Regions from separate parts of the Sus scrofa genome. Here regions 2, 3 and 4 are each linked to region 1. The links are chromatin contacts, called in public Hi-C, HiChIP or PLAC-seq and promoter capture Hi-C maps. All regions are on one chromosome and are shown on one strand. Each heading gives the region's core, a stretch centred on a gene start, on an enhancer-like site or on the middle of the called end of the contact. The rest is flanking DNA. Distances are from core to core; before and after follow the strand shown. Region 1 has its middle 12 kb from the start of FZD4. Region 2 has its middle 440 kb from the start of TMEM135. Region 3 overlaps TMEM135 (transmembrane protein 135). Region 4 overlaps TMEM135 (transmembrane protein 135).

The links. Promoter capture Hi-C pulls out the DNA fragments that hold promoters and counts their contacts. Hi-C and Micro-C count contacts between places; a contact is called where the count stands out from the background. HiChIP or PLAC-seq counts read pairs in DNA pulled down with a chosen protein or histone mark.
Region 2: a contact with region 1 is called in a Hi-C map of subcutaneous adipose tissue, with 2.0 times the contacts expected there. The contact joins two enhancer-like sites. A contact is called at or near these places in 4 of 47 Hi-C or Micro-C datasets (embryonic fibroblasts, mesenteric adipose tissue, retroperitoneal adipose tissue and 1 more) and 1 of 2 datasets of contacts at active chromatin or transcription factors (skeletal muscle).
Region 3: a contact with region 1 is called in a promoter capture Hi-C map of fetal skeletal muscle, with 4 times the contacts expected there. The contact joins two enhancer-like sites. A contact is called at or near these places in 3 of 5 promoter capture datasets (fetal liver, fetal skeletal muscle and liver), 32 of 47 Hi-C or Micro-C datasets (adipose tissue, alveolar macrophages, blood and 17 more) and 2 of 2 datasets of contacts at active chromatin or transcription factors (alveolar macrophages and skeletal muscle).
Region 4: a contact with region 1 is called in an H3K27ac HiChIP or PLAC-seq map of alveolar macrophages. The contact joins two enhancer-like sites. A contact is called at or near these places in 2 of 5 promoter capture datasets (fetal liver and liver), 33 of 47 Hi-C or Micro-C datasets (adipocytes, adipose tissue, alveolar macrophages and 18 more) and 2 of 2 datasets of contacts at active chromatin or transcription factors (alveolar macrophages and skeletal muscle).

What each region holds. Positions count from the first base shown.
Region 1 is chr9:20,705,235-20,712,843 of Sscrofa11.1, reverse strand. No RefSeq gene overlaps it. Among named protein-coding and RNA genes, the nearest start is that of FZD4, 12 kb to the left of the region's middle. Within about 2 kb of position 4,158, at least 39 of the 83 cell types and tissues checked have an H3K27ac peak or open chromatin away from gene starts, as enhancers often do. A contact at or near this core is called in alveolar macrophages, fetal skeletal muscle, omental adipose tissue and 2 more, where this site is marked.
Region 2 is chr9:21,180,408-21,188,016 of Sscrofa11.1, reverse strand. No RefSeq gene overlaps it. Among named protein-coding and RNA genes, the nearest start is that of TMEM135, 440 kb to the right of the region's middle. Within about 2 kb of position 3,051, at least 17 of the 83 cell types and tissues checked have an H3K27ac peak or open chromatin away from gene starts, as enhancers often do. A contact at or near this core is called in retroperitoneal adipose tissue and subcutaneous adipose tissue, where this site is marked.
Region 3 is chr9:21,000,577-21,008,185 of Sscrofa11.1, reverse strand. It overlaps TMEM135 (transmembrane protein 135), which reads right to left. Exons shown (of 17, transcript XM_021062616.1): 10 at 5,632-5,778; 11 at 3,075-3,144. LOC110255411 reads left to right here. Exons shown (of 4, transcript XM_021062619.1): 4 at 525-901. Among named protein-coding and RNA genes, the nearest start is that of TMEM135, 260 kb to the right of the region's middle. Within about 2 kb of position 2,670, at least 4 of the 83 cell types and tissues checked have an H3K27ac peak or open chromatin away from gene starts, as enhancers often do. A contact at or near this core is called in fetal skeletal muscle, where this site is marked.
Region 4 is chr9:20,977,881-20,985,489 of Sscrofa11.1, reverse strand. The region is part of intron 8 of TMEM135 (transmembrane protein 135); the gene reads right to left. Among named protein-coding and RNA genes, the nearest start is that of TMEM135, 240 kb to the right of the region's middle. Within about 2 kb of position 4,524, at least 10 of the 83 cell types and tissues checked have an H3K27ac peak or open chromatin away from gene starts, as enhancers often do. A contact at or near this core is called in alveolar macrophages, omental adipose tissue and retroperitoneal adipose tissue, where this site is marked.

The DNA.
Region 1 (7,609 bases), core at 2,909-5,408:
TTTTGAGGATGTACAAACGTGTGTCTGCGTTGATGTCTGTACTGTAAATTTCTAATTTATCACTGTACAAAAAACAAAAATCTTGGCTATTTAATTTTTGTATTAAAGGAAAATAAAGTTTTGTTTGTTAGCTGGTGTGTGACATGGCCTGTTCCTACAGGTATCTGAAAGCCCTTGGGAAGCAGTGAGAAGCAGAGAAGTGAGCCTCTTCCTGAGAGCCTCTTTGTCCTTTTTTTAAATTTTTTTTTTTTTTTTTTTTTTTTTTTTTTTTTTTTGCTGCTGCTATTTTTCCCTGCGGGGATTTCTCCTGGGTCAGTAAACCCCCGAGGTCCAAGGTCAACAGAATTTATCACTACTGTGGTCATCAGAAACGCTCGAGTGGTCACGTGACACTTTGGCTGTAACCACAGTGCTCAAGCTGTCATCCCGTGACACCCCTTTTGGGCATTTCCAAGATGTGTGGTCATTTTTACACACCTTCCAAGTCCCTTTGACTTCATCTGGCAGCCTGAGGAAAGGTCCGCTATATCTGGGAGAGCTTCAGGCCTCTTGAAAAGGGGACAGAGAGCTTTTTTTTAACTTCAGATTTTCATTAAAAAAAAATTTTTTTTTCTATTTACACAATAGTTTATTGTGTCACAATAGTGTCATAGACATGGGAATATGTCACATCAGTCAGCCAGGAAAATGACTTCTCCATCTAGTTTTATAAGTTGGGTGGCCTGTGTCCCCATAGCCAGAAAAGGCATCAGACAAGGTAGGCTCAAGGTCATTATCAGGACATTATCATGAGAGCAAGCAACATTACGGACCACACAGACACAGAGGGGAGGGGAGTGACTGCTCTGAGATGCCTGCCGACGACCCAGAGGGTATGGCTGTCCTCTTGGTCTGCCTCTAAATTGCTTTCCAGCCGTTGGTTTCACCTGAAAACCACCCTGTTGTGATATGCGTGAAAAGCCCAGGGAACAAGAACCTGCAATTCTCTTCTCCTTCCCTGCAGATTGCTATTGTACTTTTATCCAAACCCTACCTGAAGGGAGGCATGCAATTTAAATCGCCTGTATGAGAGGCTGTGTTTCTCATTTCATTACCTACTCATTAAGTAGTTATGAAGTTAAGGAAAAGTCAACACAATCTGGAATGAATTCCTCGTAATCCCTGCGCTTGTAGAAACACTTTCTGTAGAGAAAATATTTTTATTTACACGATTTCATTGTATGCTTGTGGCACCGCTGAGAGAAGCAAGGCAGGCCCTGCTTTAGCCCTGAGAATGGAAAGAGGGTGAGGGACTTGCCCAGGCTCATTGTGTGGTTCTCTTGTGCTTAGCTCAGGGTTTCTTTTTTGTTTTATACTCATTTGTGGGTTGTGTCTGCCTGAAGACCTGTCGAAGTCCTATCCTCCTGTACCTGTGCGTGCGAATTTCTTTGGACTTAGGGTCTTTGCAGACGTAATCAAGTTAGGATGAGTTCTATGAGATGTATTAGGTGGGCCTAGTCCAGTGACTGGTGTTTTTATAACGAGGGGGGAGTCTGAACACAGACATGGGAGGATGGCACATGAAGGCAGAGGCAGAGATTGGCCTGGTGCAGCTAAGGGGCAGGCAGGGACTGCTGGCAGCCACCGGAAGCCAGGAGAGAGGCATGGAAGAGTCTTCCCCAGAGCCTCCAGGGAGACCCAACCTTCACCTTGGCTTTGGGTGTCTAGCTTCCAGAAATGTGTGAGAATGAATGTCTGTGTCTCAAGCCTTCTCGTTCGTTTTGGTAGCCCTAGAAACTAACACGTGTCTCTTCCTCGATTCCTTCCTTCCTCCCTCCCTCCCTTCCTTGCTTTCTTGCTCTTTAGGGCTGCACCTGTGGCATATGGAAGGTTCCAGGCTAGGGGTCGAATCAGAGCTGCAGCTCCCGGCCTACACCACAGCCACAACCATACCAGATTGTTAAGCCACTGTGTGAGGCCAGGGATCGAACTCTCATCCTCATGGATGCTAGTCTGGTTCATAACCTGCTGAGCCACGATGGGAACGCCCTCTGATTTCTTTCCTGCAAATAGCTCCCGGGAGAGGGGTAAACATTTTGGCAAGCAGCTCAATAACTAGACCTGGCCATGAGCTTCTGTCATTTAAGGGTTATGTAGCATAATCACGCTGCTAAGTGGCTTTATCTGTAAGCTGGACACCTTTAGAATAAAGCCCAGGATCCCTGACGCTCAACTGATCTGAACTGGTCTTAGCTGGCCTCCCGCCCACCCCCGATGGGAGTTCTGTATGCAGGGCCGGGACCTTGACTGGAATGTGGCCCAAGGGTTTTTAGCATTTCTGTCCTGAGAACTGATTTTCTCTCGTTCCCATTTTAGCTTTCACATGCAATCATAATTTTAAAGTTGAGCAGACTCTTGACTGAAGAGGTCAGCCTTGGCCTCCTGTCTTCAGAGTTTCTGTGAACAGAAATAAACCACGCTCAGAGAAGGGCGTTGTCCTCTGCTCAGTTTTCCTTCACCCTGCAGCTGGGGTGGAGGGCTGGAAGCATCTCATTAAATGTTTTGAAAATGTTGGGCTTGCAGAGGTTTAGTCCCAAAAGTTTTCAAAATGAACCTTCCCCCACCGCCGAAATCCATAGACTTGCCTTCCCCTGCCTGTGTCTCGTCCTTAGGCTAAGAGAACCCATGGATTCATCTGCTCTCCTGGCAAAGGATTCTGACTTCTCCAGCTCCCAGGGAGAGAGAATTAAAAAGCCTAATTTATGACGATGCACAGCCACTGCCTGATTTTCATCAGCCTCCCACAGGGCTCCCTGTAAGCACCCGATCCGGTTTTCACCCAAGAACGTGCTTAATCTCAAGGATCACCCACATTATCAATGCCTTTCTCTCTAAGAGATTACGTGATTGGCTATCTAAATTTTCCAAGATGCCAGAGGATTGCATCATTTTGCTTGCTCTGAGGTAAAGGTAGGGTATAAAGCCGAGATGGGATTGATAAGGCACAGAGAAAAATCTGTCCTAATTCCATCCTTTTCCTTTCACACCCTTTGCCGTTTCATACATGTTCCCCTTTGCCTGCGATGCCCCTTCCCTCTTTCTTCAACGAGGCTGTGTCTGTTCTTCCTTCAACATTGAAATCCTGGGTCACCTTTCCTGGGAAATCATCTCCGACCCGCCTACTTGCCACTTCCTGCCTCCCTTCCCTTATTTTCGTAGGTAGGTTCAAGCCTCGGTGCCTTCATCTCTGGGCACCTTCGTCGTACCATCTGTAAAATGGTCTATTCGTATGTCTGTCGCCCCACTGGACTGAGCAACCTGAAGATGACTCTGAGCACCCAAAGGTGCCCAACTGTGTGTCCTCAGGGCCTGGCACGAGTTTCAGAAATATCTATGTAAAGTATAAGGGAGAGAAGAAGGAAGGGAGGAAGAATGGAAGGAAGGTCTCACCTTGATAGGTGGGGCAGCTGAGGGGCTGTGGGGACAAGTGTGGCCAGCCCAGGAAAAGACACCAAATGTAAACGACAAGAGCCATCACACAGGCTGTTCTTGCCCAAAAGATGTTTGGGTGGTAGCTGCAGAAAATCCTCTAGTCTCCAAAATGGGTTTGAGGGTGATCACCTACCTTACCTACTGGGTTGATAAGCTGTCTCTCTTCTCTCTTCTCTTCCCTTTTTTCTCTTCTCTCCTCCCCCCAACAAATATTCGCTGAGCGCCTACAGTATGTAGAACACTGGAGTGGGCTGTGGAAGGGAGAGAGGGAGTGATTGCAGAAAACCGCAAAGACAAGGTCCAGCTTCGAGTCCAAAAGTGCAGATGACGAAACGGAGAAGGAATTCATCTGTTATTAACAAGCTTAAAACTCCAAACCTGGAAAAACAAATCCTCTATTGCTTAGTAAATATTTGTGGAAGAGCTGAATGAGGGTCCACCCTGTGCCAGTCTGGGAGGGTCTCCCCAAGATACCTCAGGCACAACCTTTCGCTCCAGAAGTTCATGGCAACTAAGCACCTGCCCCTAAACCCGCTAAAGGACTCGGACCCGCGAAGGGATCAGCGCTACGGTTCCTATCATGTTTGCTATGTACTTTCTTCGTAATCTGAGTCCTAGGGCCTTGTTGGTTTAGTGTGGGTAGAACAGCTTCTGAGCGCTGAGTGCCGTGGGAAAAAGAAAACACTTTCCAAACCAGCGTCATCCCACTTGGTCCCGAAAGGACACGTCTGCCTCAACAGGTGACCGTGTGGGGAGGAAGAAGAGAAAGGAAAGGGCAGGTCCCTCCCAAGGACCAGACCTTTTCTCAAACTTGGTCTGCTCGCCAACACCATCCTCTGTGCAGAATGTCAAAAATAGCAAAATTTCCGAGGTGCCCTCGGCGGCGTGTAGTCAAAGGATGGGCCGCCTCCATCTGCACGTGTTTTCGGGCGCACGTGTTGATTTATGATCCTCGCCCCGCGTAGGTGGCGTGCGTAGGTGCGTCTGTCCTCCGGACCCGCTCTCTTGCGTCCCTCGTGCTGTGATGCTATGAACCCAAAGAGACTGCTCCGTGGAAGTGAGGCGCACACCCCACCCTCCCGCCCAGAGCGAGAGGCAGACATGTGTGAATAAACTTGGCCGCCAGACGCCTGTGGGGAGGTGCGGGCGGCGAGTCGGGCCCGTGTAACTGGAGCCTGAGACTCTCGCAGTGGGAGGGAAGGTGGGCTGAGGCCAAGTTCCGAAAGGCGCAGGGGAGGTGGCCCAAGTGTGAGGGCGAGGGAGGCGCACGTCCACGCTGGTGTTTCGCAGACCTGGCCCCGGCTGCTGCGGGGGCTGTGGGCTGGAGACAGGCGAGCAGGAGGCAGGCAGACCGGTGTGGGCGACAAAGCACCAGGGCCTGGGCGAAGGGGGGAGCAGAGAGATGGAAAGGAGGGGGCGATTTTCAGAGAAACCACAACACACGGCGTCCTCTGCGCACAGTTCAGTGAGCCGAAGCTGTGCTTTCTAAAGCGCCTGCCTTTCAGAGCCCTGGAGCTTTCTGTTTGCTCTGCACACCTGATCTAGTCCACTCCCCCGGTTGGGTTGCCAGTTCTAGATAAATGACGACCCTGTCACTCCAGGGCTGCCGCAGATCGCACCCGGGAGAGCTGGGGTTTCCCCAGTGAGACTGTCCCCTCCCCCCACCCCCAGGCCGGCCTGACACCAGCGGTTGGTGGCTGGAAGGGACGAGGGCCTTGGGAGGAGAGCCCAGTGTTTAGCTGTTTATGGAGTGTTAAGGGGCCCCTCCCTCCACGTCTTTCGGGCTCAGGGTTTCCTATCAAGACACTTCTCAGAAGAGCCTATGGGCTAGTTCCATAGGAAGAGCTTCATTTCCTACAAACTTAATCCCGTTCGCATCTCCCATCTAGATGTTACTTCTCTACACAGCTTTCTTTGCAGGCTACTGTTATCAAAGTCTGGACTGCCCAACCAGATCCATTGGCAAAAGGTATCGTGAGCACACGCATTTTCCCTAGTCCTCTTCCTTTTAAATCAGAGATTCTGTATAACATTTTCCATAAGTGAAAGAGAGAGAACCACTTCCTAGCTTTTTTTTTTTTTTTGAAACAACAGACCTTCCTTTTGGATTTACATCAACATTTAGCTAACTTCCTGAACACTTCACCCATTTCCTGAACTTATTCTGAGGAAGGAAAAACATCCTCCTTCAGAAATAAATGCAAATAATCGCAGAGATTATTTTTATTAAATAAATAGTGTAAATGCAATGGAATTTCCTGTGCAATGTACGTTTACTGTGGCTATTTCAACAAAAATCTATTTGTTGTGATCCTGTAGGGATCATCGTATTTGCAGGAATCTGAGGAATTAAAATCATCATGTATCTACTCTAGAGATAAGTCCTGAACATTTGCATTTTTTGCTGTTGTTAAAAAAATATTTTTTTTTAACTGAAAAAAACGCTAGGGGAAATGGTTTTCTTTGGTCAGCAAGTTTGAAGTTTTCTTTAAAATGGGATTCTTATGACACCTAGTGGTGAATATGGGAAGGACACCTTCAGAGTCGAAGATGACTTCCTAGAAGAGTCTCAACGGTCAGGATTTTTTGTTTATGCATCTGCTTGGGAGAAAACACACCATTCCAAGCACACACACACACACACACACACACACACACACACACACACACATAATGCTTTTTTTTCCCATTATAGCTGGTTTACAGTGTTCTTTCAATTTTCTACTGTAGAGCATGGTGACCCGGTTACACAAACATATATACATTCTTTTTCTCACATTATCATGCTCCATCAAGCACTTCTTAATGCCCTTATTGCCTTAGAATCCTGAGAAGAGGTGACGTGGCAATGGCAACCCTTAAGCACTTCTGGAGATGTTCTCCTCCTTGATTAATATTTCCTCAGAGCCAGCCACCACCTAAGACTAAACTGGTTCAATTTGAGAATAAATGAAAAATGTGAGACTTTGCAAAAAAAACACATCAATATATCAAGCTGTGCTCAGGTTAACTTCAGTTTGTTTGGTTTTTTTTAAGTCCTGTGTTTTGATTTTTTCTTCTTTCTTTCTGTCTCTTTTTGGCCTTGCCCAGGGCATGCGGAAGTTCCCAGGCCAAGGATCGAACCCATGCCAGAGTAGTGACAATACCATATCCTTAACCCACTAGGCCACCTGGGAAATCCTCGATTTTTAAAAAAGGAAAACAATTTCTCCATATATGTGAGAAGGCCTCCTCCTGTGTGGCCATCTTTTAGTGGAAAAGAATGGTACTTTTCTGGTGAGTAAATCCCACTGATACTTCAGAGACGTGTTTTGGGCTGATTGCCTCATCTTTTATGAACACTTTACAGGACTCTTCTTGTGTTCTCAGTGTTGGGCAGAGGCTGATTTTTAAAGAGAGTGTGATAGGGATCTGAGAAAGTCTCTCACCCCCCAACTTTACTTCCACCCTCATCCCACAGAAGGCCGTCTGGGATAGATGGATAACTGGCCTCTTGGCACCATCCCCAGGAAGAGACTTATTCATCCATCACCCAGGCTGACATTCTTCCTTAGGTCCGAGCCCTTCGTGTGGTATCCAAGGCCTCTAGCATCTGGCCCTTCTCCTCTCTTCCAGGCTTACCTCCTGCCTCTTCCTCAGACACGTCTGTTCTGACCAATTCCAACTCCCCGTGTACCTCAGGCTGTTTTGCGCTTCTCCGCCTTGGGCACATGCTGGTCCCCTCAGCCGCAGACTCTGTCCCTCCACAGCTCTGGGTTTTCTCTCCTAGGAGCCTTGACTGATCCAACCCAGCAGACATCGTGCCCCCACCCCCCCATGTCACCTCTCAGACACCCATAAGTTCACATGTTATTCTACGTTCTGCTAGTTGTATGTGTGTCTCCCCTGGACACCTGTGATCATCTCAAGAACAAGAACTGCTCTGGTGCCCAACTCCCTGGTTTGTCAGGTGCCCCACACAACTGTTCACTGTCGTCCTGATGTCAGCCATCTGGGGGGCGACACTGTCCCACCGGGCTGCAGTGTTTTGATAGGAGCAAATTGGGGTGGGGGGCAGCTTGTTCAAGGGTAGAGTTGACGATCAGAGGAGTAGGTCTTTGAAAATGTACAGAGCCATTTATTATCCCAAATGACCTCA
Region 2 (7,609 bases), core at 1,802-4,301, 480 kb before region 1:
GAAAAGTGATTTTCTCACCTTCAAAAGCATCCCCAGTTTTCATGTTACTCTACAAGGTTCAGATATACATAGATTATAAATGCACATGTATCTCCAGTGTTTTATTTTAATGTATAATAAAATATTAGGTTTTAAGTTAAACATATTAGACTGGAAAACATCAGTTAACATTCCAGGGATAAAGAAGCAGCAAGAGCCTGTCAGCTTTCACTTCAGTAAGAGCAAAGTTGTTGCCCACATCAGATGAATGTATTGTCTACAAGAGTTGGCGATATAGCCAATATTAACAAAAGCATCAAGTTCAGGACATCATTGGTCTGAACCTGTCATTGCTTGTGACAAAAAGTTCATATTCAAAAATTATTTTAATATGTAAAATAGAGATTGACATCGCTAATATATTTATGCTGTTGTCATCTGGATCAACTGGACATTATTAGAAAATTTTGAATAATACTATTTTTATATTTACTTCTTCCCCATAAGCTAGTGATTTGTTCATATTAATGTAATGATAAAAAAAGAACATGTTTTAATCTACTCACTATCACGTGCTTTTTCTTTATTTCTTAAATGTAAATCAGTCTTGCTAAAAGCATTTTTAATTACCCAAGTGTATCTGACACTTCTTGAGTGCCACTAAAAATCTTTTCAGCTTCAGCCCTCATTCCAGCCACTGCTGCAACCACCTGGTTTTTTCATCCCTGGGGAACTCCCCCCTCTCCCCCCCACCCACTCCCAAGCTCACTGTACCCTACCCCTTGCTTCATCTTATCACAATCCAGAAGCAGGGGATTTAACATCACATCGGCCATCCTTGACCAGTGGAGAGAGAAGTTAATAGATAGAGGTTTCTCCTTTCTCCGTGGATGGTTTTTAGACATAATTTCTCCCACAGGATTAAGCAACCAGTCACGAGTAACAGTGGCCATTGTATTAGCTTCATTGTATTGGCTTTCTTTCTCTCTTCATTCCCTTTCTCTCTCACTTCTGCTCCTAGGATCACGCGTTTTACTCAGGCTCTGTTTTCAGGGAAACTTCTGCTAAAATAAAGATGCTTTTTAAGAACCTAACCATTGAGGAGTTCCCATCATGGCTCAGTGGTTAACAAATCCAACTAGGAACCATGAGGTTGCGGGTTCGATCCCTAGCCTTGCTCAGTGAGTTAAGGATCCAGTGTTGCTGTGAGCTGTGGTGTAGGTTGCAGACACGGCTAGGATCCTGTGTTGCTATGGCTCTGGTGTAGGCCGTTGGCTACAGCTCCAATTAGACCCCTAGCCTGCGAACCTCTAGGGCCGTGGGTGTGGCCCTAGAAATGGCAAAAAAAAAAAAAAAAAAAAAGACAAAAAGAACCTAACTATTGGGTACATGGATAGACAGTCAGTTGCAAAGCTATAACCTATTTAATGAGCCCATTCCTTTCCAATGACAAAGTTAATTTATGCATACTTTCCCACTGGAAATAAGAGGCTTAGCATTTCTATTCTGGTATCTTTCTGCACATTACTGGACATTAAATGCTTGACATTAAATTCTTTAAATATAATTTAACTGACCCGCCTCAAATCAGGGCACCTGCACATTCTGCTGGTCTCAAGCACCCACGTGATAAAATGTCCACACAGATTTTTCAAGCAAAAACAAAGGTCCATTGATGAATTTACTAGACTAGTGGATTCCAAAAATATTTGAAAATATGAAATAGGAGCTATCTCTCCCTTCATTGAGCTCATATTATGGTAAAAGAAACAGAATAGATGCATATACATGCACACATATACATGTATGATGTATTAAATACAGTACGCTTATGTGATATACAAAACAATTTTATTCTGTAGATTATGAATACAGAAATAACATCGTTCTTAGATTTCCCATCCCTTCCAAAAGAGAGCTTAGCTGTATAATTTTTGATATATTACCTAATTTCTGAGTTTCAGCATTCTGAAATGTTACAATTACCTTGAAAAAAAGTCTGTGAAAATTCAAAAAGACAATGTGTAAAAGATGTTTGCCTTTCAATATGTGGTACCTACTGTTACTGTGTTATATAATTTTCTTCACCTTCACCAATAACAGATTTTGCTATCATTAATATAAGGAGACCATGATCATTTATTCAACAAATGTTTGAGTACCTAGGTAACAGCAGGCACTGTGATAACCAATACAGCACAAGCACGAAAACAGTAATGGTACAAAGAAATGAAGTTAAGTTTTGAGTGAAGAGAGAGGTGGGAAGGACTCAAAGATTCTTTGAATAGGCTTTGGACATCAAAGAGGAAGCTGCTGTCCTAATAATGCGTTCACAGCACAGGTGGGCTCGTGGGTGTTGCAAGGCCCTAGGTGCACGGCACAGAAGAACTCAGAATTCTGATCTGAGGTCACAACTTCCAGAGGCCAGCATTTGTGAAAGAGCACTATTTCTGTCACCCCTGAGATCCATGACAATGGATCTGTTGCCTCACTGGCTTCTCCTCTCCAGCTTGTGTTGAGTTGAAATTCACTCAAGCAGAGCTCTTTAGCTGCCCTTTCCCCTCTGTTCTATTGTCTGTGTTTTGTCATCATGTCTATTCAATTAAGATTGATATCTGTACTAAGAGAATCTGAGTTCTCAGCAAGCTCCAAAGAGAAATCACTCACTGGGAACCAAAGTACTGTGGCTCCATTATGTTCTGAGGGCTAACCGCAGCTACATGATGAATTGTGTTCTCTATTTTCTTGTTGTTGTAGCTAAATATATTTCAAATGATAGTTAAGATAAGACTCCATGGAAACACATCAGTAACCAAAGCAAACAAGACTACTCCTTTCATTAACTGAGGGACAGTCCCTACATTCTTTTTCATTTTATTTTGTTCATAGTTATTGTCTCTAAGAGCAGGAAAGATTTACTTTTATTTAGGCTCATTTGAATTAACAAGATTTATTTCCACCTTATAAATTGTGTTGAATTAATCCTTTTGGACAGCACTGAAGACCAAATATTGGATGAGCCACTTAATCATGAGCCCTGTCAAGGCCCAGGACTTAGTAATGGAAAATTGTGCAAACAGTGAGGATGCCGACAGAACAGATGAGCTGTCCAGAGACACTTGAGAAATGCCTTCCTCAGGGTGTGTTTCAAACCTTTGCACACACATCAAGACAGACAAAAAGTGTGGGGTTTGGCATTATAAACTAGGAGAACGTAATTTATAGTTACAAATCCAAGTTTGAGGAGTCCTGGATCTTACACAATTTCAAGGGTCATTCTGAGTGAAAAGAATTTAAAAAATATGTAAATAGAAAATTGGGGACAAAGTTTAAACTATTTTGAATTTTGGAAAACTTTCAAGAAATTCCAGTAAATGGCAAATTTTAAAAAGCTGACAAACACCACAAACATCAGCAAATCCAGGAAAATAACGTGTTTACTATGACTGATCCCCCTCCATTATACTTTCTTTCTACATGCTTTTTCTATTTACTTACTCTTCGATTGCCTCTTCATATGACAATTTTATCGTGTTATTCTTCGTGGAAAAAAAAAAAGAACACCTTGTCTAGCATGGTTGATCAAATAATTGTTTTTCTATTATTAATGGTCATGAGTAGGCATTAGTGAGAACTGAATCCTCTATTTGCAACATTACACGTCTGATGATGGGAAGAACATTCCACAGACAAGCTTCTAGCTCCTTCCAGGAAGTCTTGCCCACACAGTTCCAGGGTCAGGCCCAGGAGGACACAGTCATACTGTGATGTGATGTCTAGCCCTGCATTTTCATGTCACAATGCCTGGCACAGGAAGCGTTAGGAATATTTGTGGGAGCCATTACTATGCCAGGATGGTTATCAATAACCAAACTATTCATTGAAGTGGCCATTTCTCATGAAAGAGCTGGTAGCGTCGCTCAGAATGCTAGTGACAAGTACTGGTCTAGATCTTCGTATGGCACCTTTGTTAGCCGCTTGTTCTTCCCTAAGTGTATATGCATTTGAAATCAGATCCTTTCAATTCTTTATTGATTTTTTTGGCCTCCTCTGTATTTCTCCAAATCCTTTCTAAGTTGAGAAACTCAGGAATGAACACAGAACCCTCCTAAATAAGTACAGTGTTCCTGCTGCTTTTAATGGAAGGACTACCGTATGGTTCTACATGCATTTCAGAGGACACATTTCTGCCAAATACAGCAGACATAGTCATCGAAAGGACATTTAGAAGTGTTTTTATTAAAAGCACACTCTTGAGATTTAAAAGGGTAAAATAAAAGAGAAAGAAAGATATGATTCTTAAAGAGAATATAACATTTGCCTACAAACTTGGCTGATGAAAATTCTTGAATGATTAAGCATAAGTTAGGGATTCTGCATTTAAACTGTAGTGTAGGATCTTGGAGTTTTAAGGAAAACATAGCTGAAACCACTATTCTTCAAACTATCGGATAATTACATGACTTACTTTTCTTCCTTTTCTCAAATTTTTGAATGGTTTTATAACCTTGAACAGTGCCAGATTTGGAAGCAGGGACAAATTTAACACGGAGAATTCCTTAATGTCATTACTTCTCCAAACAAGCTTAGTGAGAAATGAAGAGAGAAAAGACATTTCTTACTTGCAAGCAAAGCAAAAGAAGACTTGTTACAGATTCCATGCATTAGTGAGCAGTCCATTACCCCATTTTGCTAAGAATCAAATCAAAAAGGACATCTGTGCTCAGTAATTCCTCTTTCTTTTGTACCGACAAACTGCCCCCAGCGGTGGAAGAACTGCAGTGCCATAAAGAATCCCTTTGGCTTCAAACAGACCATTATCATGAAGGTCAGGTCTATATACTACCAAAAACAATGCAAAAAAAAGAAAAAAAAAATCAACTAGGTACAGTTGATCTTCTGTTAAAATGGATAGGAAGTCTCCATTTGATTGAATTTTCCAAATAAGTGAAGGGTAAATATGGCACTCTTATATCTATATCTTATATCTTGTATCTTATCATATGGGCCTTGTTGTGGGCCCATGCTTCTCAATGTTTTTTAATCTATGTACTTGCTTGCTGAACATAAAAAACGCTTCCCCTTCCCTGCATGTGTCCAGAGGCCTTGCTCTTATCCTCTAATTGAATCCCTGAGAGACAGAGGAATGTTTATTTTTTTATATGAAAAACATTTCTTTCAGCTTTTCTGTTGTAGTTTATAATAAAAATAATGGCTTTTTGTGGTCTCTCAATTTTAAAATTTATGTAATACTAAGTACATATTTTCATAACCCTCTGGGAGAGTGTGATGTGCTCTGTAGCCCTGTTTCCCCTCCCCACCCACAAGTGAGAAACGCTTTTCCAAGACTAATAATTCCAATTTTCTGCTTTAGTAAATAGGATGGAGAGAACATAATTGAATTCTCATTTTGCATTTAGGATCTAATAGTGCCTCAGGCTCTGGATGATAAACTTGAATCTTCACTCTACAGCACAGATTTACAAAATAGGTAAGCTTGATTGGAAGGGGTACTATAAAACCAGAAGACAATGCAAGGTGCCCTTGCTATGTTTTTTAAAAGGTCTCAGTGACCATGATCATGGTTCAGAAATTAAATTTGAAAATATTTTGGCTACATAATACTGTCCATCTTTGGTGATTTTTTTTCCCCTTCAAAGCATCTTCTGTCATTTATGAAGACAAAAGCTAATCTCTTTTTTATCCATTGGCTTGGAACCCTCCTATGTTTACAGATATGTGACAGTTTTCTCACACTGGAATTTGCTCAGGCTCTGGATATTAACTGCCATAATTCTTCTCACATGCTCCTGGCAATTAATTCCTCATGCAATATGCATAGTTTAGTGCCCTTTTACTGCATGACCTCCACTCTCACATTTCCCCAGGCTAATACCAGGCTAACACCTGGATTCTGCCTTCCAATTTTAAGAGATATTGAGCTCAGAGAACAAAAATAGAACAGGCTTGAAGTATCTCATTTTCTTTCCACCTTTTCACAGTCGCTTTGAGTTTCACCTTGAAATTAATTAAGAGAGGACAGTAAGGTGAAATTGAACTATTTCATCTTAGTGGTACCCTTCTTCCCTTTTTAGTTGACTCCTAAAATGTCAAGATTTCAGACATATTTAAACAGGAATTAAGGGACCATAGCTTGTTACAGATTCTCTTGGTCTTGAACAGATGGGTCCCCCTCCTCAGTTTTTTTGCTCCTTAGTATATGAAAGTATTGTTATGGTGTAAAATGGCCAAAGGGTGAAATAGATTTTTTAAAATATTCATGAGATATGGAAGTATGGTTGACTCTGGTTGAATAATGGAAGAGAGGTTTTGGATAGGGAATAAGTGAGAGACACAATGGATCCTGTACCCCACAAAGAGGCTTGATATCATTACAGAACAGGGGATAATAGTGAGTAAAATCCTGGTGCCTGCAGAGGGATCAGGAAACTAAGAAGGTTCTTCCATGGCTGCACACAAAAGAAAAGGGTAGCAATTGGGCATGCCTGGAGCCAAGAGCACATGGCATGAACAGTGAGATGAGGTTAAAAATACTCATCGCTTTGCTGCAGTATCATGGGCCTCAGCTTTGACACTAAGATTCTATTATCAATTAAAAACTGATATTAAAAAAGCATAATTGATGCAGTGGAGTCCAGCAAAATCGTTTAGGCCTGTTACTAGGGGGAGTGTTACAGCTGGTAAAACTGCAAATGGTGTAAGTAAAGAAACTAGCCAATGTACATGAAGTTTGAATATGTACCGCTGAAGACCAAGAGAGAATTTAGCACCAACCAGACCAGGTGTGGTTTCTAAACAAGTAAGGCTAAACAAAGGTCAGTCCTTCACGAGCATACCATGACCCTCCAAGGAAGGGTATGCAAGCTGATTTGCAGAGCACTGTGGACACTCTCTCAGCAAGACAGTAGGACCTAGATCAAGCATAACTTCATTCACAGGCAATTAATGAGGGATCCCCCTGCATCAGGCACTGCCAGATATGGAAAAAGAGGAGCACAGACTCTTAGACAAACAGTGACCACATCCTGTGTTGAACAAAGCTATAGGAGTCCAGAAGCAGGAAGAATAAATTCATTCTAGAAGACCCAGGGCCAGCATCACAGAGGTGATGTCTCATCCTGGATATTAAGCATATCGCACAAGGTTCTTAGTTGCAAACAACAAGAAATGCATTTGATTATTTTTTTTGAATAAATAAGTTTATCAGAGGCCAGCTCATAGATTTTCTGAGAGATTATGTAGCCAGCAATAGCACTCCAGATCTCATCATGGAAATGTTCCAGTAGGGAGACCACTGCTGCCACGTGTGGGCATAGTTACCTGGCCACAGGAGTTGGTTGACTGCTGCTTCTGGAAACTGGATGAACCTTCCATCTCCTCAGAAGTTCTAATTTTCCTTCGATTCCAAGTCTGGTGTAAGTGCATTTGCTGGTAGAGACTGGGTTGCATACACAAGAGATTGGAAAAACCCATTTTCTGAATTTGGGACATAGGAAGAGAGAAGCCTCAAGAATAGGAAAAAAGGAGTTCCCATCGTGGCTCAGCAGAAATGAATCTCACTAGTATCCATGAGGTCGCAGGTTCGATCCCTGGCCTTGCTCAGTGGGTT
Region 3 (7,609 bases), core at 1,421-3,920, 300 kb before region 1:
CCAAAGCTCTGGCCATGCCTGTCTGTGATCCAACTTCCACTTCTTGACATTTTGTTAACAGTAATTGGGATTTATATTTCCTAAGTAACAAACTGAGGTTTAGAAACAAAAGCACCGAAATTCAAAAAAAAAAAAAAAAAGTTAGCAAAACCAAGTGCTTTTGGAAATTTTAACAGAAAACACTTCTTAATCATTAAGAAGTTTGAGTAGGGATTCTTTAGACAGAAAAATAATTGTATTATTTGTTCAGACCTTTGGTATCAACTTTTTAAGTGATCAGGTTTAAAGAATTTCCCAGGAAAAGAAATCGTACTATCTAGGTTATTAGTTCTGTACTCAATGTGTCAGGCTAAAACATCTCTAGGGAACGGTAGCTTGAAGGTAAACAAAATGAAACTTGGAAAAGCAAATACGCTATAAATCCACATTTGCTATCAACACTTCTCTGTGACCCGCAACTATTTATAGTGTAAAAGGGAGCGGACAAGGCTGACTAACGTGGACAATTTGATTTCCGTTTCTAGGAAGATGAAGTTGGATGTCACTTAACACTGAGAGACTGAAAAACTCCAGTTATCTAGAAACAAAATGTTATCAAAAAGAAGAGTATTTTATCCAGGATTCAACTACACAGTGTAGTGCTGGTCTCCCATCCTCCAGCTCCTTCGCCCCCCCCACCCCCCACCCCGGAATGGAAAAAGTCACATTCTTAGCGGTGTCTACTGCTAAGGTGCAAAGGTCAGGTTTGTATTTTCTGGATAGCAGCCTTCTCTTTTAGAAAAACACTGAATTACTATGAAGAAACATTCATTAATTTACCTGAAACTACCTAATACCTGGTTAAACCATGGAAATTGGAATTGTCCAATCAATTAGGATGAATGAACATGCATTTGCTGAACTGAAACTGCCTAGCGTTTTGTTTCATGCATGAAATGGTCACACTTCGAACTTGTCGTTGATAATCTCGTAACATCAACCTAAGGGCTCACAGATCACAATCATGTTCAGTCGTTTCAGGCTGTTTTCAAGAGATCTATTCATCCCTCCATCGTTCACCCTTTCACGTATCCTGGAAAGATTCTGTGGATGCCTCTCCTGTGCCAAACTACTCTAGATGCTTGGGATAGAGTCTGAAGAGGGCACAAAGTTCTTGCCTCCATGGAGCATCCATGCTCATTAGAGAAAGAGAAAATAAGGAAACAAACATAAAATAATAACAGATTACAATAAGTGTTGTGATGAAAATCATCAGGGCACTGGGAGGGAAATCGCCAGGGTGACCTGTGTTAGACTGAGCAGCGAGGGAAGCTGCTGAGGATGTGGCATTTAAGTAGACACAAAAGAGAAGGAGCCAGCCTGAGAAAAACATTTCAGATAGCTTGCACAAAAAGTACAATGCCAAAAAAGACTGGCGGGTACTAACAAAAAGTTAGTGTGAATGGTGTATAGTGAGTTGAAGGGAATGTAATTCATCTGAATATTGACTCAGAGATATGGGTTTTTTTTGTTTTTTGTTTTTTGGCCACTGCATGCAACAGCTTAATGTTTGATCTCAGTTCTCAGATGGAACCTGGGCTGCAAGGGTAAAAGCACTGAATCCTCACCACTAGGTTCCCAGGGAACTCCCAGGGATGTGATTTAACAAGAGGTGTGACTGAGTCCATGGAATAATCAGGTGCACTGTCAAAATATATTTTACTCTATTTGTGGTATAAAGTTCTCACCCAAAGGTCTCCAAATAATTTTACATTCATGGACATAGTATTATAATTGGTACATAAATTAGCAAATTTATAGTACTGGTACACATTTGAAGGAATGACTACATTTTTTCATTGTTTAGTAACTCTTACTCTCTTATACACTCTTTAAAAATATGACCTCCCCTCTCCCCCAAATTTCTCAAAGCCCTCTGATTTAGTTAGCATACTTTTCTTAGTTCTGCTCCCTGAAGTCTCCCCATGAACTAGAATTTTGTCCAGTTGGAGAGAAGAATAACTCTTCAAGCTGGCAGACTCTGAGGCTGCCAGTAACATCCCCACCCCCTTTTGTGCCACTTCAAAATGGGGCAGGAAATCAGATTTGGAAGGAGAGTTATCAGAAACCACTGCACAACTGAAAAAAATACTCTACTGCTTTTACCCCTGGCCCTGTCTTAAAGGACTTTAAGGGTAAGTCTGGCTTGGGTGAGTGTCACCATCAGCTCTGGGCCCCAGGCAGTCACATTCACAGGCACTAATGTGGGTACAGTTCCTCCCTTTAAGAGTGACTGTCAGGAGTCTGTCTTTGGGGTGCCGTACAGCTCTGCTCTTCCCACCATCAATTAGGTGGAGATCAGATGTTGTAAGAAAGAACATAAATTTTCTAAAGCATCAAGATTGGTGGAGCATTATCCAAAACTAAAGAACTTGCAGCAGATGTGGCCACCTGTGTCAGACTAACGGCAATGAGAGTCACTTCCTACCAGGAGTGGGTGGGGGTGGGGGTCGGGGGTGGGCACAGGGCGGGGGGATGGGTGGGGAGCACCGCACTGGTACACTAATATATTAGGGAGTGGGGAATTTATGCCAGTGGGCAGAACTAACTTTCTTAATGTAGAACAACTGTGGACCTGCTCCAGTTACCACCATGCCTTAAAAAATGTAACAGCGTTTCAAGTCCCAAACCAAATGCCGCTGGCCAGACTGTGCAGTGTATATACAGTGTGTGACTGCTGACCGGCTAGCACACAGCACAGTCCAGGGGTCCTGACTGAAGATGTATGCTACTGAGGGTACACTGCAAAGCACAAATTTTTCTGTCTTTTTTATTGTTGCTGCTTCACCTTCTCTTCTACTTTGTAAGTTTTACACTAATTAAATAAGCTGATTTTAAGATTATTTAACAAAGGATCTAAGTGAATACTAAAAGTTAAATTGTTACCTACTTCTCACAAATGTCTATTCTTCAAGTTAAATGCAAAGAATAATGGCAATTAGGGTCAACTTTTCCACTTACCTTGAAATTATGTTTTAATAAATAAGTTCTATACACATTCCCTGTGGTTATTAAAGTAGATTCTATATACTCACTTTAATGCAATAAGAGATGCAATTATCCTCATAGTGTTTGCAACACCTATGCCTTGGTCCGTGCTTACATCTGAAATTAATCCAAAAAAACAAATTAAAATATGTGCATGCACGCATATATACGTGTTTGTGTGTGTGTTGATCTTTTTAAAATGTTCTAACCAAAAAAGAAGAAAACATTATCAACTCAATTCTAAGTGTGTGTATTTCTGATTTCTTTGGACATCCGGAAGCAAGGATAACAGATTTTCCTTTGCTGCTCAGCATTTGACATATTGTGTGAAATACGTGACTGCAATCAAAATACTTGACTGAAACAGAAAAACCGTATTGATAAATATTTGTGACTAAATATGAAAAATATGTATATGTTATCTTTATACTCTGCCAAATCTTTTGGAAGCTTTAAATCGCTTATTGTCGCATATAACGGTCATAAATCATCCATGAAGTCAGTACTTGAACAAAAATCATAACGAAAATGCGCTCAGATTACAGGAATTTATACTTAATTATATTTGAGAGAAAACATCTGGGAAAGACACATGATACAGTATTAGAATTTAAAACTTGGCTTTTAAAATAAATGTAGAAAGATCATGTGAGAAATCAAAAGTAGGTTATTTGTGATTTAACTGTAAACTGGTGCTTAGTAAACCTTTCTTCTGGGAGGACTCCTGTTCAAGACACACTTAGTTTAATTACTTGGTAGGTCAACTTTGGGACCATTCATTCACTCCCGGCATAAAAAAGCAAGTAGAATATCCACTGTGGGTTTAGCTTTCCCCCTTTCTCTCTGAAGAGTTCATGTTCCAAAGTAAGCAGTCTTTCAAATTCGTTCAGACCACAGTTAATTAATTATCTTCCTGGTTGGAACACATTAACTCTTTCCTGTTTGCAACAATAACTTGTAGAGTGATATTCTGGCTCCACATCTCTCTAATTCCATTTGCAAATTGATGATTATCAAGACCTTTTCGGAAATCCAATTCCACACCGCAGCTGGAGCATACAGGCAGCCTTTCCTAGTCAAGGGTGACCGCAACAGTTCATTCTGACCTGCGCCCTGACGTCGTTAGAATGATATGACATATCTGGTCATGGGAGGCTGTCGAGTGATTAAAGCTAGGGGCCTGAAAAGAGGTAAATCAGAGAAGGGCTGGCTTATGCAAACCATCACTCTTCATGCTTCTAAGTGTCCTCTTCAAAGGTGTTTCTCAGCCATTGCTACCAGAACTACAGAGAAATCGGTGCACTCTCTTTGCTAGTGAAGTTAAATTCTGATTATCAACTATGCTGTCATTTAATCCTTCCTAGTCTTTCACTGAAATGGCTTCCCAAGTGCTGGACTGCCCACCTCCTATATTATCTGCCCTGCTTCTGTATTGTGCTGCACCTGCTTTCACACCAGCGGACTCGGACTCACTGAGGCTACTCTGACAAGTTCTGCCAGGAGACCCAAGGCTTGTCACCCACATCACACATTCTCTGCATTCCCCTGTGATTCCTGTTGACAGGAGTCCCATGAACAGGATCCCCTCTCCCTTTTCTCCACTAAGGTAATGCATAATTTGAACTGGTTTCGTAAGTTCCCTACCACAATTACTCCAGCCTTCTACTATCCCTTTCTTTCTTTTTACTTTTGTCTATGGTGTATGCCAAAATGAAGACAAAGTCTTTAAATTTAGTATAAAATTTGGGGCACCTAGTTGGTGATCATGTATGTGAGGCAGCTCCTATGTTATTTCATTAAATGCGCACAACACTCCTTTAATAGTGATTATTAGCCCCAGTTAACCAACGAGGACTTTGGGATGCAGAGTGGTTAAATCACTTGTTCAGAGACACAAAACTGGGCGGGGTAAAATGAGAGTCAAACCTAAGTCTTCATATTTCCTAAAGGGCTCAGCTTCCTCTAACTGATCCCCTGACTTTCTGTATTGCCTCCTCATTCTACACTCTCTAAAATATCACGAGATTATTTTTACTGGCTGATATTCTAATTGAAACCATTAAATTTATTTTCTGAAATATATTAAATATGTGAAATACAAATGAAGACTTGTATAAAACATAGACAGATGTCTTTGTGTAATATACAAATAAAAAATTTTTATTTTATTTCCAAAGCCCTAAAAACATTTCCATCTTGCAAAATATTCTTTACTTAAAGTTTGCCTATTATTCCTATAGCTTCTTGAATCTCTCTCAGAACTTTTCTTTCTCCTTTGCACACTTGGCATATTCGACTTGCATATATTAATCTGTCTCCCGAAGTTCCTTATTCTTGCCCCCCTGCAACTCTGCGTAGTTTGAAATAGAAAAGTATTTTGTTTTCATGTAAATCTATTTTAAAGGCATATAACAGTCTACAGTCCTGCCAGAAATAAATAATATTCACTTGCCATCATGTGCCTTTTTATAAAACTCTAGGCACATTTCTTATAAAAATTTTTTTTCATTATTTGAAAGTAAACAAAAATACCTTGACATGGTACAAATAAATATCATATCAAACAGTGACAAAATGTGCTAAAATATCAAGATAAAGACTCACATTGAATCCACCAGCTTCCTGACTAGAGCAATTATATTCATTCTTCTCAGTTTTTCCTCATGTTTCTCAGTCTTTTGTTCCACTCTTGCATATGCCGCCTCTGGTGAATAAGAATGTGTGGGAATTTCTTCCTTCCCTACAATGAACCTAAAGAAAAGAGCACAATGAGAGGCATTTTTCACCTTAAAAAAAAAAAAATCAATGAGAAAATAAACTGATTTTGTTTATATATAAATACACTATGGACAGCACCTTATCATTTGAAATAATATTTTCCACAATTTATATCAAATCTAATAATCTTTTTAAAAAAATAGGCTTTTGCAATGGAGAATTACTACATAGAGCACAGGGACCTTGGTCCAATATTCTGTGATAATCTAAATAGGAAAAAAAAAAATCTGAAAAAAAAGTAAAATTTGAATGGGAAAAATAAGTAAAAAATAGGCTTTTGAAATCTGAACATTCAGAAAAATGCTGTCATTTGTTTAAAAATACAGAAAACTTAAAATGAAATTAACCAAATAAAATGCAGCGTAGCCCTTTGATAAGGCACCCTTTTAACTTCAGTCACCACTTTTTAAAGGTATTACGCACCTTAAAGTTTTTTCAAACAAAAAAGTAAATGAACTGTTAACTTGGCTCTACTAGTTAGAGACAAAAATTCTATTTTTTCTCTAAAATTTACTAATATTGAAAATTGAATGCATTTCTCATTTTTTTTACTAAAAAAAAAAATTTTTTTTTTTTTTTATGGCTGCACCTGAGCATATAGAGGTTCCCAGGATAGGGGTCAAATTGTAGCTGCAGCTGCTGGCTACAGCCACAGCCATGCCAGATCCAAACCACATCTGCAACCTCCACCTCAGCTCATGGCAATGCCAGATCCTTAACCCGCTGAGCAAGGCCAGGGATCGCACCTGCATCTTCATGGATGCTAGTCAGATTTGCTTCTGCTGAGCCATGACCGGGAACTCCCACTCTAAATTTATATCTAAGTCACTCTGAGTCATAAAGCCACGTTAGAGTAGTAGAAAGTCATCTATATACACACGAGAAATAGGGGGACCCAAAGGATGAGAATCGGAAATGGTCCAGATTCTGTGTGTCTTCCTCACATTATTTCCTTAGAAAATCTTAAATCTGATTTTATTTTAACCTACTTATTCCTCTTCAGAAACTCTCATATCCAGAAAATAGCATTCCTGTCTCACTGGAACTGGACTGTAATTTTCCAAGAAAATATTACTATTATATCACTCAATCTGTATCCTTTACTGAACTTTTCATTTTTTTGCACCTTTACTGTAAGAGTGATTGTTCTTATAAAGAATATCTAAGCTTTCCTTAGGCATCTCTACCTGCTAAACCTTCAGAAAATACCACAAAATATAGCTAAGATGGGAGATCAACCATAATGCACTTTGAACTATGAGGACTATGCCAAACAGAATAAGGAAATTTAAATACTTATAAAAGAGAGAAAGAAGGGTTGTACTATCAACAAGTACAACCTATCTCATTTGGGCAAACTTGGTAAAACATTTAGTTTATCAAATTGTAAGGGGCGGGCAATGAAACTGTCACCAGATGGCAGCTGTGCCTCCTCGGCAACTGCTAGTCCCAAAGAATGTGGTTCTTAATTGGGGGTGTGAATAGAGAGTTTAAGATCTGTGGGACTGCTCTTTATAAACAAGACAAAACTATGCTTGAAGAGATACAGTAGTATCTGTCATACCTTTCCTAACATTGTTGCGTTGACCAGGATGGGCCATTCAGATTAACCTCACTTCCTTAGAGAAGAGGCCCCCGCCCCAGGCTGGAGGGAGTGAGCCGGTCCTTCCTTTGTACTCTCATAGCCCGGGGAGCCCCCAGGACTGGGAGGACCATTTTAATAGTTTCCCTTCCCCACTAAACTGTCGGATCTCCGAGACCATATATACCTTCTTTGCTGCTATATCCCAGGGTCTAGCATTGT
Region 4 (7,609 bases), core at 3,275-5,774, 270 kb before region 1:
AAGACAAAAGGCCTCATACCCCAGAAAAATGCCAGGACAGATGTGTGTTTAACACAAAGTTACTCCCGGTGTAGCCTTCATGACCTCCTACTGAATCCCATCTCACTGTTTATTTTTAAACTATAATTTCACTTGGCAGATTTGTTTAAACTTTTTAAAGTCAATTTACAAAGTGAATTCTGCTGAAAGCAACAGATAGTAAAGCCATCTAAAAACTTAATTGTTCTTTATTTTGCTTTAAGAAAACAGACTGAACTATGTATGGATTTTAAGACTGATTTTTAAAATATTTATTTATCTATCTACTTATTCATTTATTTATTTTTGCTTTTTAGGGCTACACCTGTGGCACATGGAAGTTCACAGGGGGTCGAATCCGAGCTGCAGCTTCAGGCCTAGGCCACACCCACAGCAAGGCACGATCTGAGCTGCATCTGTGACCTACACCACAGTTCACAGCGACGCTGGAAATTTAACCCACTGAGCGAGGCCAGGGATCAAACCCACATCCTCATGGTTACCAGTCAGGGTCATTACTGCTGAGCTACAACAGGAACTCCTTGAGACAGAAAGCAGATCAGTGTTTCCCTTGTACCCAGGATTGGGGGGAGGGGTAAGAAGTGGTTGCAAAAGAGCACAAGAGAACTTTTTACGTAATGGGTTTTTTTACTTGGCCTCACAGAGCTTCACTTTACCCAGGCAGAAAACTGGATACTATTACTTACCATGAGCGACTACTGTGAAAATTAAAGGGCATAATACACAAAGTCTGAAACAGAGAAGGTACTCAATACATTGCTGGTGCCTCAGGGTCTGTTGGTTTTCTTGCGGAAGGAAAAGGGAAAAGCGTAGCAAGGGCTTGCCCATTCTAGCACATTTAATCTAATCACAGGATTAAATATTTGTAATGAAAGAGTTACAAAAATCTCAAACTACTCACTGAGCATAGGGTTTATAACCCTTACGCGTTATCATTTTAAAATGACAAAACTGGCAATGCAGCGCCAGGGAAGAAATAAGTGATGGAGTTAGAAAAGAACAGCCAAAAAGACTGAGGGAGGAGAGCGTACGGAGAAGAAAGGGCTCCTGAATTCCTAGTTCCTTGGACAAGGATCTCAAGGGAAATCTTAAGGTGACGGCCCTTACCAGCCTTACAACTCCACTCTTGTGGATCTTTTTTTTGGTCAGAAGAGGGAGCATTAGGAGATTGGTAACAGGAATGACCTGATATTTTTGAGAAACTTCAGAAAAAAGATATTCTATTTCTCCTTGAGCTTTATTAAAACTGAAATTCTACAAAAGTAGAAATTGGGAATAAAAAGGTTTTATTTAATCAAATTATTTAGGAAAATGTACACAGGGAACTATTATCCAATCTCTTGTGATAGAACACGATGGAAGACAATATGAGGAAAAAAAATGTATATATACGTATGACCAAGTCACTTTGCTGTACAGCAGAAACTGACACAACCTTGTAAATCAACTACACTTTAATTAAAACAATTAAAAACAGTAAAACGTGGTTTTTTGAACACACACATAAAATATGACAATGGATTTAAATGCTGATTGCCATGCTTATCTTAACAACAAAAACAAAACCATATCTGACCAGCCTAAGTGAGGAACAAGAGGAATTAAAGGTCATCCGAACTATAAGACCCATATACTTTCCAGGACATCCATTGCAAAATCGAGTTCACTAAACAAAAACAAAGCCATCTGGAAGGTATTTCATGTCGCATTGATGATTTCAAAATGCAAGAGAAGGAAAACACAGCTACTCCTACTTGAGCAATGTTTCATTTACTTTATCAGAGCCAACAATGTTACTGACTTACAACAGTCTTCAGGTTATGAACTTCAAGAGAAATGATTGGTCATCCACAAACAGATCAGTAGATATACATGACCTGATATAGTGAGAGGTTAATTCTTTTCCTTCTAGTGAGTTCCCTCCCCCCCTCCTTTTTTTTTGGTCTCTTGGCCTTTTCCAGGGACGCATTTGCGCGGCATATGGAGGTTCCGAGGCTGGGGGTTGAATTGGAGCTGTAGCCGCCTACACCACAGCCACAGTTACTAGGGATCCGAGCTGGATTTGTGACCTACACCACAGCTCATGGCAACGCCGGATCCTTAACCCACTGAGCAAGGCCAGGGATCGAACCTGCAACCTCATCGTTCCTAGTCGGATTCATTAACCACTGAGCCATGATGGGAACTCCCAGTTTTCTCCCATTTTAAACCCCACAATTGAACATGGTAAGCCAGAGTCCGAGAATCTCATTTTTAATTCTGGCTCTTTCACTCAATAGTTACAAGACCTTAAAAAGAAGCTAACGTTTCTGATCCTTAGTTTCTCTGAATATAGAATGAAAAGATGGAATTGAATGATCCTCAAAAACTTAAAAGTTCTGATTTACAATATCTATAATTTTTCAATTTGTTTGAACTTGATATAGTTGCAATATGATTCTGACTCAAATTTAAATATTATAATTGAATCAATACTAAATGTATATGAGATGGATTGAAATATTCAATTCTAGGGACCACTGAAGATATCTCTATATGTTCTAAGCAGAAATAATATATAATTAACAGCCTATTCATTGTAAAATAACTTCTAATACAAGCGAGGAAATTAAATACTCAAATGTTCAAAATTAAATTTTATCTTCAAGGCAGCTTATCTATTTCTACATTAGCTATAATAACTTCTATATGTAAAAATGATCAGAGTTCTATTGAATTAAGAGTAGAATATAATGTTTATAGTACCAGCTATATTTTCTGTCAGCTGCCTTTTTGCAACATGATCTTGCTTTACCAGTTTTGAAAGGTGGAATATACTTGTGCAATATTTTATGGGAAAATATCTTAGAATATTTAATGTATATATTAACAAGGAAATGTCAAACATTTAATGAACCTACATTAGAAATGTTTAAAAATATATTAAAGACACTGACAAGATCACACACACACGCACACACCCTTTTAGAATTATATATGTTATTTTTCAGAGATGAGCAAAAGCGATGTACAGGCATATCTAAGTAGTTCTAATTACATATTAATTCTCTCCCTAAATAGTGTCCATCCCTTGTAATTTTATATTTTCCTTTGCGTATGTAAACTGAAATACTCCTGAGTCAAAAGCAGTAATATTATGTTAAAATGCAGAATATAACCTTTTCATTGCTACAAAATGAGGGTCCCTGTGGAAGTTGGCAATAGGGGAGAGTGGGAGGAAAACTTTAAAATCTAAACTAGCTCGGTTCTTTTCACTAAGATTCTAACTTGAAAAATGTATTTTGTTTTCCAACAACTTTGTATGTGTAGGCTATATTTTATGCTTTCAGTGTCCTGCCAGACAAACTCTTAATACACAGGGTGATTTTTCTTTTTTTTTTTTGGTCGACAGTAAATTAAAATTCAACATTATTAGAGTTAGTCCAGCGCCCTTTCCTAGAACATATGGTCACCCAACAGCCAAGTGGCTGATAGGCTTTGGTCTCAAGGAGCCTGTAACAGTTGCTAGCACTTAAATACAGGAATTTACTTTACTTTGACTTCAAGCCATCCCTTGTTCTGCATCTCATCTTTTTAGAAAAAAGTCATAGGATTCAAGCTTCAGCGGCAAAATTCCAAGAGTCTAGAGAGGAGGGAGAGTCAAGTAAAAACACAAAAGACGGTCGTATAACAGTACATAAGAAAAGAACATCCTCATAATTATCTTGAAATAAAATTACTCGATGTAATAGTAACACTTCATTTACTTTTTTTTAGTAGGAAAATTGTAGGGGCCTGAACATGGAGACAAGGGCTTCTCAAATATCCATTCATTTAAATCAAATGGAAAGTAAAGGAGAGGTTAAAGATTATTTGCTCTAGAAATACAACAGATGCTTCTTAGACTTCTTTAAGGGAAAAAGAGTTCTTCAGAAACCAGTGCACTTAACAAAGCATATTTTATGAATGTCTAGCCTTGTTTAACAGGGGACATGGGGTTGAAAACGCGGTATTTATTTCTCAAGAGTTCATCCACCCCTGCTACTAATTCTACACTTGAGTTAGTACGGAATTATCTGCCAAAAGACAAGATATTTAGTAACATCTTGAGGAAGAAAATGTAAGTTAGAAAGTCAGAAGGTAGGAATGTCCTGGTGGAGGCTGAGACATGTTTAGGGTGGAGCATCAAGGGGCCAAAAGCAGAAAAGTGCAGACAGGCAGGAAAGCTTTTAGAGAAGTGGACGAGACTGTTAGAAGCCACATGGTGAAGACATTTCAAATAAGGCTGGATTTAGCCCTGATGGTGGTGGCATAAGTCACAAATTCACAATGACCATTTTCGCTTTGCCTACCAGGAAAGGGAGTAGCTGGCAGAATAGCGAGAGTCAGGCCCTGAGGGAATGTGGGAAAGAAAATCAGACATTGAGAAGGGTTTCATTTTTAGTGTTCAGCAGCTTTCAGGCTTAAAAGTCCTGTTGACATTTCTAGCCTAGGAGGGGAAGGCTTCCTGAATTACTGCCACCGCCCATTCCACCCACTCTAAAGACCAGTCTAGAGACCTATATTTCCCCCAAACAGAACAAAATACATTTCGTAAGTCTCATATCTGGTATCCTTGCTGAAAATCACTCGTTTCATTCACTTTTACAAGTACACCTGAAATCATCTCTCGCTACACCATGAGCACAGAACTCAAATGCCCCAAACAGTATTTACCAATGTCCAGGAGGAAATGCAGATAAACAATAAGGAGGGACTTAAATAAACTAAAAGCAAGTTAGTCATATACCTGATCTACAGCTTCTTCCTCTATCGGATGGGAGGGAGGGAATAGTTAAAATGAGGTAACGTTACAATCATCTGCCAAGAGCAATGCCTGGAACAAGACAGGTATTCAATAGATGTTAGGTTCCTTTCTCCCTTTTCTACAGTTTGTGGAATCTTCCTTCCTCCCCCTCCTCGGTGTTAGGAACCTTTTCCAAAATCTATAAACTCAGTTTTCAAAAATCTTTGTGCAAATTCCAAGTGATGATTTCCGTTTTGTGAACAATATTATGTAAGATATTTGATCTATTTTTTATTAATAAATAGTCTGTTAGAAGGACTAAAGACTGGTAGAACCACAAATGTCAATGGGTGAGGGATTGAGAAAATCCAAAATGATATGAAAATAAACAGCAAGGAATAAAGGGTACTAGGAAAGAACAGTGCCCTTGATGTCAACTACTGTCGAGAAGACTAAAAAGATGGGAGCTCCCTGGTGCCTCAGCAGGTTAAGGATCCAGGGTTGTCAGTGCTGTGGCTCAGGCCTTTGCTATGGGGCGAGTTTGAACCCTGGAACTTCCACATGCTATGGGTATGGCAAAAATAAAGAAAGAACAAACAAACAATCATTTAAAAAAAAAAAAAAGACAAGACCTCTAAAACATGGGTAGGTAATAGCATTTATATGGTGTTTTATTTGATCCTCACAACATTTGCTTTACAGATAAAAAGATTGAGGTTTAGGAAGAAAAGAGTCTTATTTCAGATTGCTCAGCTAATAAATTTTAGAGGAGGAACCAGAATTAGAATCTAAGACTTTTGACTTTAAATTCTATATTCTTTCTACTACAGCATTCTAGACCTACTGAAGAGAGAACTCAGATTATAAGTGATTAAAAGCTTTGGATAGAATAAATGGAAGCCCCAAGATAAAATTAATGAATTTGAGGTTTTTAATAATAAAAGGGTGAAGAAAGGCAGGATAATAGCTCTACCAGATAGAAAAGTCCAACTTCAGTAATGCGAAGATCGAGGCACAAGGAAAAGTTTAAAGACTAAATTCAAAGCAAAGGTAGTTTTTGGTTCATGTCCTGAGAAACAGAAAGGATTTTCCAAGAGCTCTACATTCCAGAAGAGCTCACTGTAAAATCCTAAATGGAGACTGCAACATCACAACCATCAAAGATAAAATGATGGTTCCAGAATCAATCAAATCAACAGGAATCATCACAATGCCAGGAGCAAAAGCATCTACCGAGATCATCTCTAGTCTTTCTATCTGCTAGAGCAGTGCTATCCAACAGAAATAAAATCTAAGCTGTTTATACAAAATTTTAAATTTGCTAGTAGATGTATTTAAAAAAAATAAAAAACATGAGATTAATTTTAATAATATATTTCATGTAACCCAATATATCCAGAGTATTACCAGGTCAACAAATAATCCACATAAAAGAATTATTAATGAGATATTTACATTTTTTTTCCATACTAAGTCATCAAAATCTGGTGTGCGCTTCATATTTATAGCACATTAAATTTGGACTAGCCACATTTAAAGTGCTCAAGAGCTACATGTGACCTGCCACTATTACACTGGACAGTGCAGTTCAAACATAACTGCAGCCTGCATATATAAGTGACTTTTTAAGGATTAAAATTAATAGGGCAGTAATAGGATGTGTGATACAATTTTCTTCTCTTCATTGACATTAGAACATGAAAACCTAAAAGAAACCCACATTAAGGTAACGTAACCAGACGATAGCTCTGGGAAGCTCTAAGGGAGTTGATATTGATCAACTGAACCCAATAAGACTGTGATTACAGACATATTTTTTTTAGTGCCAGTGTATAATCTGCAAGGGGAGTTTTCCTCTAAGGATTATAGTCAAGAAGGAAGCAATCACAAATGACCTCTTAAAAGTAAACTGATAGGTAACTTGATACAAGAAAAGCATTTTATAACTGAGAGTTTATGTAAGAGAAACAGAACAGAGATTTTTACAGATGTTCCTTGAGGTACATATGATTTGAATCTGAGAAAACCTGAACATTTCTCAAAAAAAAAAAAAAAAAAAAAAGATTTGTGAGAACATTAGCAGAAATCTGTAGTCTAAGAATAATGATGGCTGATACTTTTCCAGAAAACATTATGTCATAGAAGTTTAAATTTATGGCCTTATGAAGAAGGCTATGATATTTATTTTAAATAATAAACAAGAATTTGACAAGTTAGGTAAGTCAAAATTAGATGTGAAACCATTTATATTTTGGTTAATAAAGTAAAAAGCAAAGATTAACGGAAAGACTAAGGATATGACAAATCATATGGTATGCATGAAATGGAAGTCTGCCTCTTCACATTAAGAGGTACCTTCTGAATCAGAAGCACCAAAGGAAAAGTTCTTTTGTTATATACTGTAGAGACAGCTTACTGATTCTATTGCTTATTTCTTAGAGACAGCTGACTGAATTCTATTGCTTTGGCTAACTGAAATTAGAAATGACGAGTAGTTTTTTAAAACATTGCAATTCTTTCTTAAAACTAGCCATTTTAAAAAGCAAATTTTGCAATCTAGCAAAGATAAGCATAAATAGTGATTTTTAACATAAAAATCTAAGTAAAATTCTTAGAAACTCAGAAAAACAAAGAATTTAAACTGCTGGGATAGCTTAACCAAAATTGTCTTTTAAATCTAGATGCTATCTGAAATCTAGACATCCAAGAGAAAAACCTCAAACAGCTGGAATCCAGCTTAGATACACAAAATAAATCACTTCTGACTGCAGTTCACTCTGAAAAGCTCTAATCAGGTTTCCACAA